Regions from separate parts of the Sus scrofa genome. Here all the other regions are linked to region 1. A link is a contact called in public HiChIP or PLAC-seq data. All regions are on one chromosome and are shown on one strand. The core of a region is the stretch at or near the end of the contact, and the rest is flanking DNA. Distances in the headings are between cores, read along the strand shown. Region 1 holds the start of REV1 (DNA repair protein REV1). Region 2 has its middle 39 kb from the start of FAHD2B. Region 3 holds the start of MRPL30 (39S ribosomal protein L30, mitochondrial).

Evidence for each region. HiChIP or PLAC-seq counts read pairs in DNA pulled down with a chosen protein or histone mark.
Region 2: an H3K27ac HiChIP or PLAC-seq map of alveolar macrophages shows a contact between it and region 1. The contact joins the enhancer-like site here to the promoter of REV1 in region 1. A contact is called at or near these places in 6 of 47 Hi-C or Micro-C datasets (embryonic fibroblasts, fetal skeletal muscle, heart right ventricle and 2 more) and 1 of 2 datasets of contacts at active chromatin or transcription factors (alveolar macrophages).
Region 3: an H3K27ac HiChIP or PLAC-seq map of alveolar macrophages shows a contact between it and region 1. The contact joins the promoter of MRPL30 here to the promoter of REV1 in region 1. A contact is called at or near these places in 2 of 47 Hi-C or Micro-C datasets (embryonic fibroblasts and heart right ventricle) and 2 of 2 datasets of contacts at active chromatin or transcription factors (alveolar macrophages and skeletal muscle).

The regions. Positions count from the first base shown.
Region 1 is chr3:54,773,825-54,777,132 of Sscrofa11.1, reverse strand. It overlaps REV1 (DNA repair protein REV1), which reads right to left and starts at 1,531. Exons shown (of 23, transcript XM_021087184.1): 1 at 1,317-1,531. The coding sequence starts at 1,341.
Region 2 is chr3:55,131,024-55,134,331 of Sscrofa11.1, reverse strand. No RefSeq gene overlaps it. Among named protein-coding and RNA genes, the nearest start is that of FAHD2B, 39 kb to the left of the region's middle. Within about 2 kb of position 1,776, at least 8 of the 83 cell types and tissues checked have an H3K27ac peak or open chromatin away from gene starts, as enhancers often do. A contact at or near this core is called in alveolar macrophages, where this site is marked.
Region 3 is chr3:55,052,983-55,056,290 of Sscrofa11.1, reverse strand. It overlaps MRPL30 (39S ribosomal protein L30, mitochondrial), which reads left to right and starts at 1,852. Exons shown (of 6, transcript XM_021087197.1): 1 at 1,852-1,999. MITD1 (MIT domain-containing protein 1) reads right to left here and starts at 1,816. Exons shown (of 6, transcript XM_021087196.1): 1 at 1,600-1,816. The coding sequence starts at 1,750.

The DNA.
Region 1 (3,308 bases), core at 282-2,781:
AGAAGCTATGAATAAAAGGACAATCAGAGCAACACAGGGTAAGTGACAAATGAATGGAGAGCCTTCTAGACCAGGGAAGGAGTCCTGGAAAAAGAGGGAGTTTAGATGAGCTTCCAAAAGTCATCGGAAGTACAGGGAGGGAACTACAGGCTAGCACCATCTGCTCTAAGCCAAGGATACGTGGGAAAGCTGCGATGAAGTTTGGAAAGCCTGTAGAAGTTAACAGGATGGGTTACTGTGCAGTCCCCAGAAAGAAGCAAGGTTGTGACTGTCCTACCTTAAAGAGGAAATGGCTAATTCTCAATCCTACAGTGGAGAGGCCAAGCAAAAGCAGACACATACAATTCAGCATCGTTAAAGTCCTTACCAGTTAGCTACAAGCCCTTTTATGGCATCTACTAGTCTATGTTATTTTCACCTAAATACCACTTCCACGCTTAGTTATCTGAAAAGACGTGAGAAACAGAAATCATCTGCAATCTTTTTTTAAATCGGGGGGGGCCGGGTGTCAACTCAGGAGTGATACACCAAGATATTTCTTTACACACTGGGTTTCAGTAGTAAAAGCGGTTAGAGAGAAAAGGAAATGCCCCTTTCCATCGGCACAGGTGCTGAATCATTTTCACAGGAAGCGAAGCGGCAGGTGTGAAAGGGGCACTTGTCAGGACACCTGCGGAAAGGTGCCCTGCACAGCGAGGCAAGAGATAAGTAACACGGAAAACGAAGTGAGGAGAAATTGCCTTCGGAGAGTCGGACACCAATTCCGGGATCCAGTGGGGGGCGAGGGGGCTGCTGCGGAATGAAGGGGGGCGATGCCGCGGAAGGAGACCGGGTGGAGAATCCAGCGCTTGACCCCAGCCGACTGCAGGCGCCGCTCCCCAGCCACCCGCCGGACGCGCGCCCGAATGAATGGCGCGGGACTGAATGGCCGGCCCGGCGCCGGCGCAGGAGGAGGGAGTTTGCGGCTCAGTCCGAGCGGGGCCCGGGAGGCGTCCGCCGGCGGGACGCGGGGGCGCGGCGAGCAGGGCCGCGGGCGCGAGTCGTCCGCGCGGCGCGTCGAAGGGGCGCCCGAGCGCGGGCGGCGGCGGGCCGGCCGCGCCATGGCGGAGGGGGAAGGGGAGGTCACGCGTTACATAACCCGGCAGCTGCGGCGCTCCGGGCGCCGCGGGCCGCCCAGGCCGCGCGACCACGCGCCGCGGTGGCCGGACTGGCGCGCCCTACCCCGCCCCGCCTCAGGCCGTCCGCGCTCGGGCCGCTGCCGGGCGACGCGGGGCCGGTCCCACCCCGCCCCCACCGCCGGCCCAGGGGTCGCTCACCTTCCGCGTTGCCCCAGACCACCATGCCCGGGCACGGCCGCCTCCTCCGGCCTCGCGGGCCCGGGCGCCGCCGCCGCCACCGCCGCCGCCGCACGGTGCCCTCGCTGGGGGCGGGGAAGAGGGCCGAGGGAAAGAGTCGCACTGCCGCGCCGCGGTCCACACTCGCCACACGCTCGCCGGGGCCGGTCTGCGCGCGCTCGGCGGCTGCTGTGCCCCTCCCCCTCCAGCGGGAGCGCGCGCCGCAGCTCCGCCCCGGGCCGCCCCTCCCCCTCCGGTGGCCGGCGCGCTCCCAGGCTCCACCCCGCCCCGCGGCGGCCCGCCCTGCGCGCGCGGCTGCGGCGATAGTCCCCGCCCCGGCCCGCACTACGCCTGGCGCGGCGCACGCGCCAGTTTCCAGCCCTGCCCCGGGCGACCCTAAACGACTCGCTCGGCGCCCCTCCCCAGCCCGCCCGCAGGGGGCACGCCTCCGCGGCACGTGACCGTCTCTCTCGCCTGGAAGGAGAGGAGCGCCGCGCTGGCCCGCCTTTCTCATCTTGCCGCCAGCCCTGCAGCCCGAGACCTGAGGCCTCTAAGTCCGGGTCGCGGCGCTGTCCTCGCCTCAGTGAATCTCCGCCCCACTCTGCACTCCCCAATTGGGAGGACACAAGTGCAGGGACTGACCATGCTTAAAACCCTAGAAGACAGGTCTGAAGATCCGCAAAACACCCGGGTGCCCCGCCACTAGCACTTGATTTACAGTGACATCTAGTGGAGAAAGGGACACACGTGAACTGAGACTGCTGTGTCAGGGAGCAAGTGGGAATGAGGGCCCACAGAGGTTAGTGGGAATGTACACTGCGCCACGGGATTTAAGCATTGCCAGCTCCCGCAGGGAGCTCGAACACTATTGCCCACGCGATGAATGCCCGCCTCCAATCACGTGGACATTTGTAAACCTTCGGCAGGTGTCACATTCCACAAATAGCACTGAGGTTACACGCGAAAGCAATTTGCCACTAATATAAAAACAAAAAAATCGAACGTTATGTATGCTTGAATACCATTTTAATTGAGGGCCTTCCAGCAAAAGACCGTAAAATAAAAGTTACGTAAGGACCATTTCCCCCCTTGGCAGAGTTGGTTTGCCTGGAGATCTCACGTTGGTATTGTATTACAGTACCAGTAGTCTTTATTGTTGTAATGCGCGAACATGACGCAAACATCCCTGTAAAGTCTCCACACTTTTCCCTTATTCCCTTACCTAAGAGTCTTGAGTTTGCACGTGCTTAGGAAACAATTAGTACTCTTGTGAAAACTTATTTTTGCAGAGCTGAGACATGTTTACTAGTAAGTCAGAGAATATTCAAATGACTTGTTTATTTTTTTAAATTAAGCCTCTTCGTTTTTGCCGTTTTATAGACTTATGAATGCACTTCGACTTCAGTATTCTTGTTAGCTAACGTCTCAAAGTCAGGTTGCATGCTTTTCTGAGACCTCACAACTTAATGCACATGGCATAATTTCAACAGGCTCACAGACAGTTGCCAGCTGCAAGATCAGGGTGTCGTCTGAGATGCCACAGAAGTGGCATCCCCTTATTATGTTTATATGTGTGTCAGTATATGTGTATATATGTGTGTGTCAGTATTCCATATATATATAAATGTAAATGTGTATATACATACATATACACACTGCAGGCTGCCGTCGTGGGTGGCAGATGTGGCTCAGATCTGGTGAGGCTGTGGCTGTAGCATAGGCCTGCAGCTGCAGCTCCCATTTGACCCCTAGCCTGGGAACTTCCATGTGCCACAGGTGCACCCCTAAAAAGAAAATAAAAAGAATAAAATAAAAATAGAATAATCTGTTATGCTAGCCTATAAAATATTACACAATGCTTGCAGACGCTCTTATTTTAATTTTATTCAGTCACTTACATTCACTCTCCCCCAAACCCTTCCCTGCACCCTCGGCATGTGATCAGGGACCAAGCAGTGACTCAGGCCCATGCAG
Region 2 (3,308 bases), core at 527-3,026, 360 kb before region 1:
AGCAGAATCTCAGAGATATTTGTGTACCCAGATTCATAATGGCGTTATTCACAACAGCCAAAAATGGGAGCAACCCAAGTGTCCATCAACAGATGAATGGATAAACAAAATGTTGTCTGTACATGCAATGGAATATCAGTCAGCCTTAGAAAGGAAATTCTGACATATGCTACAATATGGATGAAGCTTGAGGATATTATGCTAAGTGATAGCATAAGTCAGAAGAAGAAACTGAGAGTTCCCGTCGTGGCTCAGTGGTTAATGAATCTGACTAGGAACCATGAGGTTGCTGGTTCGATCCCTGGCCTCACTCAGTGGGTTAAGGATCCGGTGTTGCCGTGTGCTGTGGTGTAGGCCGCAGAAGCAGCTCAGATCCCACGTTGCTGTGGCTCTGGTGTAGGCTGGCAGCTACAGCTCCGATTAGACCCCTAGCCTGGGAATCTCCATATGCTGAGGCCATAGAAAAGAACCCCCCCCCCAAAAAAAGAAAAGAAGAAACCCTATGACTCCACCTATATGTGATTAATACCTAGAATAATCAAATTCATAGAAACAGAAAGCAGAATGGTGGTTTCCAGAGGCTGGGGCAAGAGGGAAATGGGAAGTTAGTCTTTAATGGGTACATAGTTTCAGTTCTGTAGGATGAACATGTTGCGTTGGAGGGTGGTGATAGTTGAACAATAATATGATTGTACTTAATATTACTGAACTGTACACTTAAAAGTGGGTAAAGTGGTAAGGTTTGTGTTATGTATATTTTACCATAATTTTTAAAACAGCAATAAAATATCACATTATACCTATGCGGGAGGCAGAATTCTAAGATAAGCCCTGGTGCCCAAGCCCTTATATAACCCTCTCCCCTTGAACATGGGCAGGGCCTAGAACTTGCCTTTAACCAGTAGAATATAAAAAAGCTGGTAGAATATCAACCCCCTAATCAGGTTATGCTATAAGAAACATGTGAAGGGAATTTGCTGATGTAATTAAAGTCCCTAATAAATTGGCAAATGCTGCTCGGGTGGCAAAGTGCTGTGAGAGTGGCATATGGAGAGCGACAAAGGAAGCCTCCATCCTGCCTTTCTATTAGTAGTGAATGCCTTTTCTTTTTTGTCTTTTGTCTTTTTTAGGGCTGCACCTGCAGCATATGGAGGTTCCCAGGCCAGGGGTTGAATCAGAGCTCTAGCTGCCAGCCTATGCCACAGCCACAGCAATGCCAGATCTGAGCCGTGTCTGTGACCTACACCACAGCTCATGGCAATACCATATCCTTAACCCACTGAAGGAGGCCAGAGATCAAACCCCCATGCTTGTGAATACTAGTTGGGTTTGTAACCTGCTGAGCCACAACAGGAACTCTCAGTAGTGAATGATGTGTATTGTGAAGGCCTGAAAGCCAGGCTCAAATTGTATTTTAAGTTTGTGTGTGTGTGTGTGTGTGTGTGTGTGTGTGTGTTTGTGTGTGTGTTTTAACAAAGAGGATTTTTTTACTCAAATGACTAAAATGTCCAGAGGTAGCTTTCAGGCAAAAATGGATTCAGGCGCTCTGATAATGTCACTAGGATGTCCCTTCGTGCCTTTCCAATCTGCTTCCCTCTGAGTAGGTTTCATTCTTAGGCTGAGCCCCTTGGGGGACAAAGATGGTCCCCAGCAGCACCAGTTGTACACTGTCCAGCTAGCAAACCCAGAGGTGTGGGCGTCCCCTTCCCAGGGGTTCCCACAGAAGCCCCAGAGCTGATGCTCTCTGGCCCAGAATGAGTCACACACCCATGCCTGAACCAGCCCCTGTGACTCTGATGGCCAGGCCAGGGTGGCACAGCAGCCTGGCTCAGTGAAGGGGAGTTTGGCACAGGAAACCGCACAAGCAAAAAGCCCAGCCACGTGAAGCTGGAACAGCAGACACAAAGTTCCCTGCTGCTTGGCAATTCTTGGACAAAGGGCACCATCTGAAAGGTGTGATCAGATCTGCAATTTGCTGGGCAGCTGGTAGTGGGTGGCTTGGGGAGAGTGGTGACATTCAGGCCCTCTAGCATGTTCTCCAAGAAAGAATGTGCCTCAAGAAGTACCTCCCCCCAGGCCCTTCTTCCTGCCAAAGAGTCCCTTTTCCAGAGAGCAGAAGCTGGTGTGCTCAGTGTTTCAACACAAATGCCTGGGGGAGGGCTTGCCTGCTTGTCCTGGGTCATTTGCAAAAATGAAAGCAAATCTATATAATCAGTTGCCAGAAAAGTGCTTAACTGCCTGTATTCATTCTGCACCAGGAGAGCTGAGAGCTGCAGGACAGAATGGTCTCACTCCTGTCACAAAACCCCATTCTGGGCCAGCCCCAGGGCCTGGGGATTCTCCAGAACTTAACCCCCAGCCTTTCTGCCCTAGCCAGCCCACAAGCAGCTGGAGGGGGGTTGCTGGCATTGTCTCCTGGACCCCTGAGGGCTGGGCTGGGCCATGCTGGGAAGTGGTCTGGGCATTCTGAGGATCAGAAATAGCCTTCTCTTATGTGGCCCCCACATAACCTCTCCCCAAACCACTCCTCCCCACTGCCTGGGGTTTTGAATGCAGTTCCCACCTCTTTCTGGCTGGGGTAGGCAGCGTGATTTTGTCATGAGCAGCTAGCCACATGAGGCTGAATCCCAACTGTGTGGGCAAAGAACTGGTAGCATGGCTTTCCCCCAGAGTAGGGCGGCTTGGTGCTGGTCTGCACCTGCCTCTGGAGCAGGACATGGAGCAGAGGGAGATGTGGGGATTAGTTACAGTGCTTTTGGCTGCAAGGAACAGAAGGCCCACCTCAAAGGGGCTTAAACAAGAAAGGTGATGCTCCTCCTGTGCACAGAAGCCCCAAGGTAGGACAGCCCAGGACTGCTCAGCCCAGGACAGCCCAGGACTGCTCAGTATCAACAGAGACCCAAGCTTCTCTCCCCTTTCATGCTGCTCACTTCAGTGAGCCAGTTCTCAGGCCAGCTTCCCTCATGATCACAAGATGGCTGCCATGGTTCTAGCCATCACATCCAGCAGGGGATAGCATCCAGCAGAGGAGATCACCTCTTCCTGGACATGCCTATTGAAGAGTGAGGGAACTTACCCCAGAGTCACTCTCATTGATTTTCTGTCATGGCTCACTGGACAGAATTACATCACACACCCATTCTTGGTCCATTTCTAGCAGAGGACACAGGAAAACCACAACGGGCTTACATGGACTCCCCTGTAGCACAGGATTCTAATACTCCAGCAGCATCTGCTGCACCAGGACAAGGATGTTCTTCTCACTCAGAGATAGTGGAGAAGGGATTGGAATTCTAGTCCTGTTTTCT
Region 3 (3,308 bases), core at 603-3,102, 280 kb before region 1:
CTTATTTGGTAATACAGCACAGACAGCATTTGAACACTTTCAGCTGAGTGTCTGAAATTCCACTTCTTCTTCAAAGCCCCTCTCAAAAGTCACCTCCACCTTTTCCACCCCCAAATGACCTTTAACCGTTTAAATACTCATTGCATTTGTCTACATTGCTCCCTACATGCTCCCTGCACTATCAGAGTTATTTGCATTTATACCCTAACCTGCAAGATCACATCACTGTCTCTGTAACTGCTATGGTATCAGTGGACCACACACAGTGGCAGAACTGTGATTCTCCTGCCTCAGATTCCACTCTGTTCATCATCTCTCCTTTTGGGGGGGGGGAGGTCAGTAGAGCAGAGTCTTTAAAGCCTTGGGTTCCAATTGTGACTCTACCAACAGTGACAGAACTGCAACGTGAGCTTCCCTCACCCACTCCCAAAGGGGTAGGATCTCAGTTCCCAGACTAGGGATCAAACCCAGGCCCCCAAAGTGAAAGTATCAAATCCTAACCACTAGACCACCAGGGAATTCCTGCCACTTTAGTTTTTATGCTGCAATGAGAATAACATCATCTCCTACCTCTGAGGGTAATTTTCAGGATGGATCAAGATCATGCCGTTAATATACTCTGCAGACTGCCTGGCACTCAGCACTCATAAATATGACAGTTACTTTCACTGTTAAGGTCATCATCATTATCAAAGGGTCCCTGTCCAAAGTGGAGCTTCATAGTTCTGAGAAAAGCACCTAACCTTGAAGAGCGGTCTCTGCTGTCTCAAAGCTTCTGAAACACATCAGAAGCACTCAGGCTAAGAGGCACAAAGGGGAAATCTTAGGCCAGACTGGGAGCTCTGGGGGGTGGGGAGCAGGAGCTGGTCTTAGTTTAAAACATAATTACTGGGTATTTACTATGGGCCAGGGATTGTGCAGAGTGTTAAGGGTTATTTGGGATCTTCTCAACATGGAATAACTATGTAACAGAAAGTATTAACTGTCTCCTCTGACAACCTGAAACATTTCTCACACCAAATTTCAGTACACCCATTTCTCCTCAAAAAGCTTTTTTTTTTTTTTACTTTTAATGAAAATGTTTACTGAGAAAAGAAAAAGGGTGTAACTATCACCTAGATTTAAAAATTGTTAGCATTTTGTCATATTTGTTTCAACTTTCTTTTAAAGTAAAAATCAATCCAGACAGCATAATTCTTCCCAAACACTTCCAGCCTGCATCTCTAAAATTAAGAACAAAATTTGAAAAATAACACATTGCCTAACAAAGTTAATAATGTTAACATCCCCAATCCATATTCGAACTTTCCAAATTGATCCTAAAACGTCTTCTATAGTTTGTTCAAACCCAAGTTCTATCAAGGCTATCTATTATCTATTTGATTATGTCTCAAAATTCTAAATAGTAACCCCCCCTTTTACTGACGACATCAACCTATTAAAGATATTAAAGAAACCAGTCCAACAGCAAATACCCCACCAAATGTATTTGCTGATTCCTTGCGGGGCACAGGAATGCTTTTAACTCTTTCACTCCCGCCCAGACACAGTGGGATGCAGCTCCTTTTCCCGGTCCTCCCTACCCGGCTCATTGCTCACCTTTCAGAACCTGCAGGAGCAGGTCAATCCCCTCCTGGTAACACACCAGAGCTTGTGGATACCGTGACTCGGACTCTAGTTCCAACGCCCGCTTTATCACAGTGACTGCAGCTGCACTCCCAGCCTCCGGTCCCAGCCCCGACTTCGCCATAATTCCGGAAACTTACCTCCACTTCAAGCCAGGCTGGGGTGGGTGGGGTTTGCAGCACTCTGGGGAGTGGTCACGAGATGCCAGTGCGCCTGCGCTCTGGGACTCCTGCTTGGGAAGGACTCGGGCGGAACTAAACTGCGGGTGTGGGCAGGATGACGAACGGGTTTGAATGTGGCACTTTCTGTCCTCCCTCTGCTCTGCTTCCCCTTGGTGGTTAACCTCAGGCTGCAAGTCGTTTAGCTGTCGCTGGTGAGTGCGGAATGAGCGGAATGCAAAAAGTACATTTTTGCCAGGAATAGGTATCTGGGAGCCTTAAGCAGACGTGGATTGACTTTCTCTATTCAGTTCTAGTTTGCGGGTCACAGCACCTGAATGGGCTTGCCCCAGATGCTGTCCCTTTGGCTCCCGAAAAGCCTTTAGCCGGCGGGAACCTGTTTCCCAGTTAGAAGAATCCCTTGACGCGGCCTGTGGAGCCCCGTCTCCTGGAGCTCAGGGAAGAGCCGCCTGGGCTGGGCAATCTTGGGGGAAGGGGAATTCAAGTGTGTATTAGCATTCTCTGTGCTTCTGCTTTATTCATAACTTCGGCTTTCCACTGGGGTCCGCATAACTGGAGTTGTTAATGGAGATACAAAATGGTCTAATCCAAAAATTGCTGCATTTTAGAAGGTAAACCCTCCAGAGCTGGCAGTTAAAGTATTTACCGTTTTATTAAAAGTCGTGATTTTGCAACCCCGTTTTGATCGCCACCTACGTAAAGCTACCTGTTCAGAGTTTATTTTTGTTTTTGTTTATTTGGGGTTCTTCTCTAAGAGGCTGCTTAATAGTTAGGCATGAGAAGTTCAAAGAGACATTTCTTGCCTTCAGGGATGTCGGTTTATTGAAAGGGAAATTGTGCGTTCTGCATTTTCAATAGTGTTTCCCCCCTTTTATCATTTTGTCTCTTTAGAAAAAGAATTAGTTGTGTGTGTGTGGTTTTTTTTTTTTTTTTTTTTTTTTTTTTTAGTAACAGTTACTTGCGTAGTCATTGTAAAATAACAACAAACCTATCAGATATTACAGAGGGGAAAAAAAGGAAAAATCGCCCTATTAGCCTAACCCCCTCTCACTGGGTATGCTAATGATTCTGTGATAGCCCTCCGGAGTTTTTCTGTGTTTATATACACATTCACAGACATTTTTTTTTAAAATGGAAATGGGATCATACTGCTCTTATGATGCATTTGTTTTTCTCCTTTTGTATTTGTCAAGAGAAAACTTATTGTACAGTAAAAGACAGAATAATGCTTCACAATCCTAGAATGAGATGCCTAATTATTAAGAATAACCTTTACTGGATTTCCCTGGTGGCCTAGCAAGTTAACAATCTGGCATTGTTACTACTGTGGCACAGGTTCAATCCCTGACCCCAGATTTTCCCCATACCCTAGATGTGGCAAAAAAAAAAAAAAAGAAGAAGAAGGAAGAAAGAAAACATTTATTTACAACTTTGACTCACATTTTCAGAAGTCTGTAAATGAAACTTTATTCATTCAGCAAAAATTGAGTGGGAGTTGCTCCT